Regions from separate parts of the Ovis aries genome. Here all the other regions are linked to region 2. A link is a contact called in public Hi-C data. All regions are on one chromosome and are shown on one strand. The core of a region is the stretch at or near the end of the contact, and the rest is flanking DNA. Distances in the headings are between cores, read along the strand shown. Region 1 has its middle 6.1 kb from the start of TRNAH-AUG. Region 2 overlaps RBPJ (recombination signal binding protein for immunoglobulin kappa J region). Region 3 has its middle 40 kb from the start of TRNAH-AUG.

Region 1 (2,724 bases), core at 142-2,641, 400 kb after region 2:
CAAGGACGCAAACTAGGGCTGACAGCTGCAGACCTCTAGACTTCCTGTTGGGTGAAAAGAATAAAGTCTTCACATTTAAAACATGGTGCAGTGAGTTGAATTGTGTCCCCTCCAAAGAATCGTCCTTGTCCTGGAATCTATGAATGTGACGTTATTTGGAAAACAGGTCTTTGCAGATGGAATTAAGTTCAAAGTCTTGAGATGAGATCATCCTGGATTCAGGTGGGCCCTAAATCCAACAGGGACAAGTGTCCCTATTAAGAAGGAAACAAAAGGAGAGAAGACGCAGAGGAGAAGGTGACACGGAGATGAGGTGGAGACTGGAGCGCTCCATCTATAGGCTGAAGAACGCCAGTGATTGCCAGCAGCTCCCAGAAGCCAGGAGAAGGGCATGAGAAGGATTCTCCTTCAGAGGCTCCAGAAGGCACCGACTCTGCTGACTCCTTGACCTCAGACTTGTGCCCTCCAGAACTACGAGGGGATAGATTTCTATTGTTTTCATCCGCCAAGTCTGTCCTGGCAGCCACAGGAAACTATACACACTGTTTTTTATTTGCAGCCTGTCTTAGTCTATCTAGGCGACTATCACAAAACTATCAGAGACTGAGTGGCTTACAAACAGCAGAGATCTATTCTCAGTTTGGACGCTGGAAGCCCAAGATCAAGGGGCCAGCACTGTCAGGCTCTGGAGAAGGCTTTCTTGGTGGTGGGCTGATAACTTCTCTTTGTAACCTTATATCTGGAAGAAGCTAGGGAGCTCTTTGGGGTCCCGATCATGAGGGCTCCACTCTCGTGACCTAGGCACTTCCTGAAGACCTCACCTCCTCATACCATCACACTGGGCATTATGAGTTCAGCACATGAACTTGAAGTGGCCGTGGGGGACACTAATACCATTCCACAGGTGGTATTTGGCCTAGAGGTAATGGGAGTTCACCGGTGGCTCCGCGGTAAAGAATCCACCTGCAATGGAAGAGATGCAGGAGACGCAGGTTCAAGCCCTGGGTTGGGAAGATCCCCCGGAGGAGGGAATGGCAGCCCACTCCAATGTTCTTGCTGGGAAAATCCCATGGACAGAGGAGTCTGATGGATTACAGTCCACTGCCATTGTGCAAAGAATTGGATGTGACTGAGTGATTGAGAAGCAGCTGGAGGTAACGGCTGTCACTGCAGGATTTTAATCCAGCAGGAGCATGAGAGAAATGGTGCTTTAGGAAAATGGATCTGTTGTTAACACTGACTCCAGACCTGCTGGGACTACAGGGCATAGCTAAACAGTCCATGTACATCTTTAGAAGGCCAAGAAACTGCCCAGATGAACCACACTCGATAGTGACGGAGCTATGATTAGTGCACATCTCCTAGCTGGAGAAGTCTCAGAGATTTCAGTTACAAAGGCACTCATTCAACAATGACACAATGGGGCATTCCAGCAACCACTCAGTGAAAACATAAAAGGCTACCAATTATCTGTCCTTCCACGACGACCTTAGTCCTTTGAGTCTATCTCTCCTAAACACCAGCCCAGAGATTCCCAGTGTCCCTTGGATGGTTCCAGAGTGACTTCTCACATGCTCTTGGCTCTGACTCCATCTCAAGGTCTGCCTGCGGCCCCTTGACAACAGATTCTGGCACTTCTCACTTGTTTCAAGCATGTAGAATCAACCCAAGCTCCCAGACATAAGTAAAAGTGACTTCTAGCTCCATGGGCCAGATTCCCTGCTACTGTCTTAAGAGGGGGAATCTGGAGGAATGATCAAGCCCAGGCTTCACTTCAATCCTGCCTCCACCATGGAAAGTTCTTTCATTCCTCTGAACCTCAGTTTCCTCGGCTGATGACAATGCCTGATTCTCCAGCAGGGGTGGGGGTCAGAGGAGTAAGTTTCAGTTAGTGAAGTAAGGCATGGACTCCACCCTTACAGAGATCACCGTGTAATGGAAGAACAGGCCCAATTTCCTTCTACTTCTGGAAAGTTAAAATTCAGTCAAGCGACTGTTGCCAAGTGCCTTTAGCTCAAATCCCATTGACAAATGCTTCAAAGTAACCCCATTTTCAGGCTGACCCTACAGATGCCAGCCTGGGTTTCAATATACTCACACAGCAGTTACTCACAGCCATCTAATCTTGTTTCTGAATTCTACACATACCTGTGATTCCAGTTATCCAAATGCAAGTAGACAGAGGACTGGAGGTGTCTTGTGCTTCCTTGGATAAAATGTGGTGGGCACACACCATGGGGACGTGTGCAGCATTCAGAAGACACATACTAGATGCACATATACGTAACAGGCACAGATCTTACGGAAAAAGAAGGTGAGATGGAGTGCTTTCTCTGTGCCAGGCACCCTCTAAGTACTTAACATAGATGAACTCATTTAGTCCTCACAAATCCCATTTTATATATATAGTTATTACTCCCTGTGTACAAAGGAAGAAACAAAGATACAGAGAAATTCAGCAACTTGCCCGGGTTATATAACCAGTAAAAGACTCAGCTAAGATTTTATCCAGCCTACACACTTCACCTTACTATGTGCTAATTAAACACAAAATAGGAAGGTCTTTCATCCTCATTCCCCACCATTCTGCCCGTGAACTGCCAGTGTGCTCTCGCTCCATCTCTGTCCTCCTGTCCTTCTCTGTACCACATGAAACTGGAAGTATTAGTTGCTCAGTCATGTCTTGCGACCCCATGGACTATAACCCACCAGGCTCCTCCATCC
Region 2 (2,883 bases), core at 25-2,524:
CCTTCTTTATTGAAACGCAAAACCCTCAAGGCAAGTCCCACTTTTCATATAGTTATAAGCATAGAAATTTCTATCTTAATTCTTTTAAGTTCACTGTAAGGGAATAAAAAGCTTAACCGCAAAGGTCATCACCCACTCGTGTGTGGCTCTGATGACAAGGAAACAACTGAGAACTGCAAGCATCCCCACATGGCTGAACTAAGGGCATGGAGGTCGTGTGTTGGTCACATCCTCCAATTTTCCAATAGTCACCGAAAATCAAGTTTTATATGAAATTCCTAATTCTAAAATTTAGCAGCTAATTTAGTATGCTTTTTTACCACTTTTTGGGCCAACAATGTACAGACTTTTAAAAGAAGTGTATCCATGCATCTCTCTCTCTCTCTCTCTCTCTCACACACACACACACACACACACACACACACGTGCATGCACAGAAACACACAGATACCCTTATGCTGGATTTAGTTTCGGTCCATCCTAAAGGTAGCAGAGTAGTATCTACTTGTTTGCTTCCCCCTCAGCACCTACTATAATACTGACTGAATTGAATCAAAATAAATGGTATCCACATTTTGCTCAACTTTACCAAAAACTACTACTTAAGAGGCAATCTACACACAATTTATAAGAAGTGAGCTGCGTTTAATTTTCACTAATTCACAAAAATTTACTACATTCCTAGTCTGTATCAGGGACTGGAAAAATAGTAGTAGTTAAACAAAAATCCTTGCCCTAATGGAACTCATACTCTAATAAGAAAGACAATTTAAAAAATGTAGATGACTAAAATAACATACATACTTTAGCTGGTGAGGGGAAAAATAAAGCAAGGAAGGGGTACTTAAAAATGTAAGTGGCCACCAGAGTAGCCAAGGAAAATTTCTTGAAGAAAGTGACCCTGAGTTAGGACCTATGGCCATGGGTATCTGGGGAAGAGCATTTCAGAAGAGGGAACAGCAAGCACAAAAGCTCTGAAGTAGGGAGGACTGAAACAGCAGAGAAACAACAGACCAGTGTGGCTGGAGCACAGAGGAGAACAATAGGATGTGACCCAGGCGTAAAGGGAGCAGACCTAGTAGGCCGGCAGGGTCAGGCTGTGAGAGAAGGAAACCTTCTGAGGGTCTGCTCATACTTGTCTAAGCCAAGAGAAGGGAATCAGAGTGGCTTTTTTGCCTGTATACTCTCCTTGTTGCCATGAGTACAGAGGTCACAGCAGAGGCACTGGGCTCAGCTCCAGGTCACTCCAAATTTGGAGGGATGCCTAGATTAGCTGGGCCAGTTCTGGAAATTGCTCATTCAAGTCTATACCAGGGATCTCTCTGGCCTCTAAGGCTGGGAACTACCCAATACTTACCATGGCACAGACTCAAATTCCTAGCTGGCACACTATTAGGAAGCTGAGAAGGCATCAATTTTGGAAAACTTATCTCCTATTAGTATTTTATTGAACACTGACAAGTACTACGTCTTAGTAAATTGGTATACCAGCTATAAAACTTGCTGCATTTTAGTACAGTGTACCAAATATAGTAATCAAATCCCAACAAGTTATCACAAAAGATACTTTTATTTCACACCTGGAAAGAGGTCTAAAACTGTTAAAGACTCAGTGAAAGTGAAAAAGAAAATGAAAGTCGCTCAGTCATGTCCAACTCGTGCGACCCCATAGACTATACAGTCCACGGAATTCTCCAGGCCAGAATAGTGGAGTGGGTAGCCTTTCCCTTCTCCAGGGGATCTTCCCAACCCCTCCCGCACTGCAGGCGGATCCTTTACCAACTGAGCCATGAGGAAAGCCCAGAAGACTCAGTAGTGCTGGTTTTCTCAAAAGTACTGAGATGAAGTGGTATGAAACCAACAGGGCATAAAATCAGAAAGACTGTCAAGAAATTCTTTATCACTTAGAACACTGACTAAGGTTCTATACTGAAAGTGCTTTCCAGTCATGTAATAAATCTAAGAAAAATGAAGAGTCTTCAACTGTCTCTAAACTAGCCTTAGTTTTAAATCAACTCTACAACTAATTTTTAAAAAGCTGTGATGCAAGAAAATAGCAAAAAATAGCAAAAAAAAAAAAAAATTAACATTATTTCTACCATGTGATGATGAAATCTTATTTTAAACATCCCAATATTGCCACCCCCTAAAAAAATCACCTAACAATTCAAATCTTCATCTCCAGAGACTTCTGCAGTAATATAATAATCAAACAGAAGATAATCATCAATTTAAAAATTACAGACAAATAAAAAGAAATGAAGGAAGGGAAGGAAAGAATATTACCTAATTAACAGAAGAAAAAATAATTATATACCTTTATAGTAGTATGCAAATTGATGTTTTTAACTTCGACAGATGCTCAATATGTACCAAACACTTAGTGAAAAGTCTGAAATCAAGTGCTCACCTTTCAGAGTTTAACAGCTGCTATGAAAGCATACTTTATGAAACAATGTGCCTTTATTTTCTAATCTTTCCCAGTAGCTACATCTAAGCAACTAAGGCAAACAATGCTTTTATCTACCACTTGGTGGCGATATGCACACATTTATGATTTTATTCATTTCCTAAGTCAAACAATCAGTCTTTATTTTCAGAGAATGATTCAACAACTTTTCCCTCAAATCCTAAGATGAGGTCTGGAAAATACCTTACAGATTCAAAGAAGTCTTTTTATTCAGCCCAATACATAATATCAGACAAAACCTAAACACATCATTTACATTATCTGACTATTTTGGCAGAATAATTACCCTTTGATGATTATTCATACTTCCCCTAACACAAAGTTGAAGAAATGTTAATACATCAAATTGCATTTCCATATTTTTAATGGAAATTTTCCTCTAGACAAAATAATTTTAAGTTTACTTTTCAATC
Region 3 (2,741 bases), core at 147-2,646, 360 kb after region 2:
TATTTTGAGTACTGGGGGCCTGGAGGTCGAATATGACCCAGTAAGGAAAAAAAGAATGTCTCCCCAAAGACCAATGGATGGCACACATCCATGGCCCTCGTGAGACCCAAGAACTCACTGCCCCTGGTGCCATGGAAAGGGGAGAAAGCCCCTTGCTCCATATGCCTGGGCCTCTAGTTGTGGGCAGACAGGAGGAGCAGGGGCTCCTGGAGACTCGGAGTGTTTTTCAAGACCAAACATTATCCACAGGGTCTGAAGTATCAGTTCAAAGTCTAACTGGGTTGACATTTAGTTTATCCTCCCCAGCCCACTAACTAGTGGGTGTGGCTGAGAGGAAAAAGACCAGATTAGTTCTAAGCAAAGTAATGCTACTCTGTTTTCCCTTCACAGTGGATATGTGGTGTGAGTTATATTTGTGCAACTGGCTACTCTTGAGTCTCAGGACATCAGGGCTAGGCTGGGCTCCCAGTCCTGGGGAGCAGACAGTCAGCCTGCAAGGCTGCCCCCAGGCTGCTCTTACGTGCTGGCCTCCCCTGGGGCCTTCCTAGCAGGGCTGCAGGCCACCCAGGGCTCCTCACACATAATGGGGGGAGGGAGTTGCCTTCTGGAGAGGGGCCCAAGCAAGAAGTGGGGTCTCTGCTCCCTAAGGTAGAATCAGGAGTAGGGCTGGTCTGAGGTGAGGGGAGGATGGAGTTATGCACTAGTGGGAGCGAATAAGGAGAAGAAAACAGAAAGTAAGATGCAGGAAAGAGCCTTAGAAAGATGAGAAATGCTGGCTTGATAACAGTGGTTGTTCAGTCCCTCGGTTGTGTCTGACTCTTTGCCACCCCCTGGACGGCAGCATGCCAGGCTTCCCAGTCCCTCACCGTCTCCCGGAGCTTGCTCAAACTCATGTCCGCTGAGTCAGTGATGCCATCTAATCATCTCATCTGACAACGGTGAGAGGACCCAAGGCTGGGCTAGGGTCTTTGCACGAGCCTCCACTGTGGGGCCGGAAAGCCGGAGCGCCCTGAGCGCCCAGTGCGGGTGGCGGGGAGGTTAGGAGGTGGTGTGGAGGCTCCCCAGTCTCCTGGGCAGAGAAGGGCAGGGAGGGAGACGGAGGAGAAGGTGTACACTAGTGACCCTAACTACTGAGCGCTCCGTGCAGATTCCGGAGGACAGCTTCTGGAGGTTGCCCCCAGAGGGCAGAGGCCCAGAAGGAAATGCCCGGGCCCGTGGTCGGGGTTGAGGGGCGCAGCAGTCGCAGCAGGCCGGCTAGGGGGCTGAGGCGGGGGGCGCCCTGGTCCGTGGAGCCCCCACCCACCTGTGGGGAGCAGCCGCTCGCCTCCCGCGCCCGCAGGCTCCGGAGAGCGGCTTTCGCGGGGCGCTGCTGCCCCCTCCCGGCTCGCTTGCAGGTCCTGGGCTTCCTGGAGCTGCTTCCTCGCCGGGAGCCTGGGGCCAGGGGATCCGGGAGGGATGGAGCGGGGACCGCGGACCGCTTCCTCCCGGGTGTTCAACTCCGCAGCTCGCGCTCCGTGCCTCTAAAGCATCTGCTTTCAAAATCTTACAGTCCGTCCTCCGTCTCGGGCCGCATCCCCGCGTCTGCTCTGGCGGCTCCAGCGTCTTGACCCTCACACGGTGGAGCTTGGTGGTGAGGGTGCCGCCGCGGGCTCAGCAGGGCGTACCAGGCCCGGCTGGTCGTTGAGTCTCTGGTGCTCCCTGAAGATGCTTGTCAAAGCGCCGGCGGCTCCGGTCCTCCCACGGGGGAGTTCGGGTCACTAGTGTCCGCCTTCTCCTCCGTCCCCTCCCCGTTCTCTCTGCCCTCCTCTGGCCGCTGCTCAGACTGGAGATTCTCTGCGCCATCTCCCAGCCTAGCCCTGCCGGGCGCTCGGCTTCCTAGCCCCACGGTGGGCCGTTTTCCCCTCCGGGGGGGCGTAAGGCAAAGACCCTGGCCCAGCCTTGGATCCTCTCAGTGACATCGAGCCCGCACGTCTCATCTTCCTAAGGCTCCTTCTAGCACCTTACTTTCCGTACATCTTCTCTTTATTAGCTCCCACTACTGACCACATAACTCTGTCATCTTCACACAAAAGGTCTCCTGATCCTTAATTCTCGTTTACCGACCCACTGTCCACATTCTGCCGGCCAGCCCAATCAGAACCCTGAGTTCTGACTCCCTGATGGCCCTCAGCCCACCCTGGGGCCCCAGTGCCCTCTTTGCTGCTCAGCCCCAGCCCACTTCTCAGATTTTATTTGATGGCTCTGCTGCCCATCTCAGGTGGCACTAGTGGTGAAGAACCCGCCTGCCAGTGCAGGAGATGTGAGAGACACGGGCTCGATCCCTGGGTTGGGAAGATTCCCTGGAGAAGGAATTGGCAACCCCGTCCAGTATTCTAGCCTGGAGAATTCCATGGACTGAGGAGCCTGGCAGACTCTAGTCCACAGGGTTGCACAGAGTCGGATATGACTGAAGCAACTTAGCACATGCAGCTGCATTTAAGCCTATCGACACCTCTTTCTGCAAATGTCCTCTCCCTTCAATCTTCTGGGGCACTCCCTCTGCTTTCCCTATGACCTTAAACCCGGTCCGCTTCAGTTTCCTTGATGACTTCTTTGTCCACCAGCACTAGCCACAGGGCTCCCTCTTGACCTTCTCTTTCCATTCTGCCCACTCACCTGCAGGCTGTGGTCTCGTCCATCTCTACCCCATCTCCGTCTGCACCCAGTCTGCCTCCAGCTCAGATCCTTGCCTGGCTATATAA

What was found. Hi-C and Micro-C count contacts between places; a contact is called where the count stands out from the background.
Region 1: a contact with region 2 is called in a Hi-C map of hypothalamus, with 3 times the contacts expected there. The contact joins two enhancer-like sites. A contact is called at or near these places in 4 of 16 Hi-C or Micro-C datasets (hypothalamus, liver, muscle and 1 more).
Region 3: a Hi-C map of hypothalamus shows a contact between it and region 2, with 7 times the contacts expected there. The contact joins two enhancer-like sites. A contact is called at or near these places in 9 of 16 Hi-C or Micro-C datasets (blood, hypothalamus, mesenteric adipose tissue and 5 more).

Annotation. Positions count from the first base shown.
Region 1 is chr6:46,038,743-46,041,466 of ARS-UI_Ramb_v3.0, reverse strand. No RefSeq gene overlaps it. Among named protein-coding and RNA genes, the nearest start is that of TRNAH-AUG, 6.1 kb to the right of the region's middle. Within about 2 kb of position 1,391, at least 9 of the 54 cell types and tissues checked have an H3K27ac peak or open chromatin away from gene starts, as enhancers often do. A contact at or near this core is called in hypothalamus, where this site is marked.
Region 2 is chr6:46,434,347-46,437,229 of ARS-UI_Ramb_v3.0, reverse strand. The region is part of intron 3 of RBPJ (recombination signal binding protein for immunoglobulin kappa J region); the gene reads right to left. Among named protein-coding and RNA genes, the nearest start is that of CCKAR, 66 kb to the left of the region's middle. Within about 2 kb of position 1,274, at least 20 of the 54 cell types and tissues checked have an H3K27ac peak or open chromatin away from gene starts, as enhancers often do. A contact at or near this core is called in hypothalamus, where this site is marked.
Region 3 is chr6:46,072,981-46,075,721 of ARS-UI_Ramb_v3.0, reverse strand. No RefSeq gene overlaps it. Among named protein-coding and RNA genes, the nearest start is that of TRNAH-AUG, 40 kb to the right of the region's middle. Within about 2 kb of position 1,396, at least 23 of the 54 cell types and tissues checked have an H3K27ac peak or open chromatin away from gene starts, as enhancers often do. A contact at or near this core is called in hypothalamus, where this site is marked.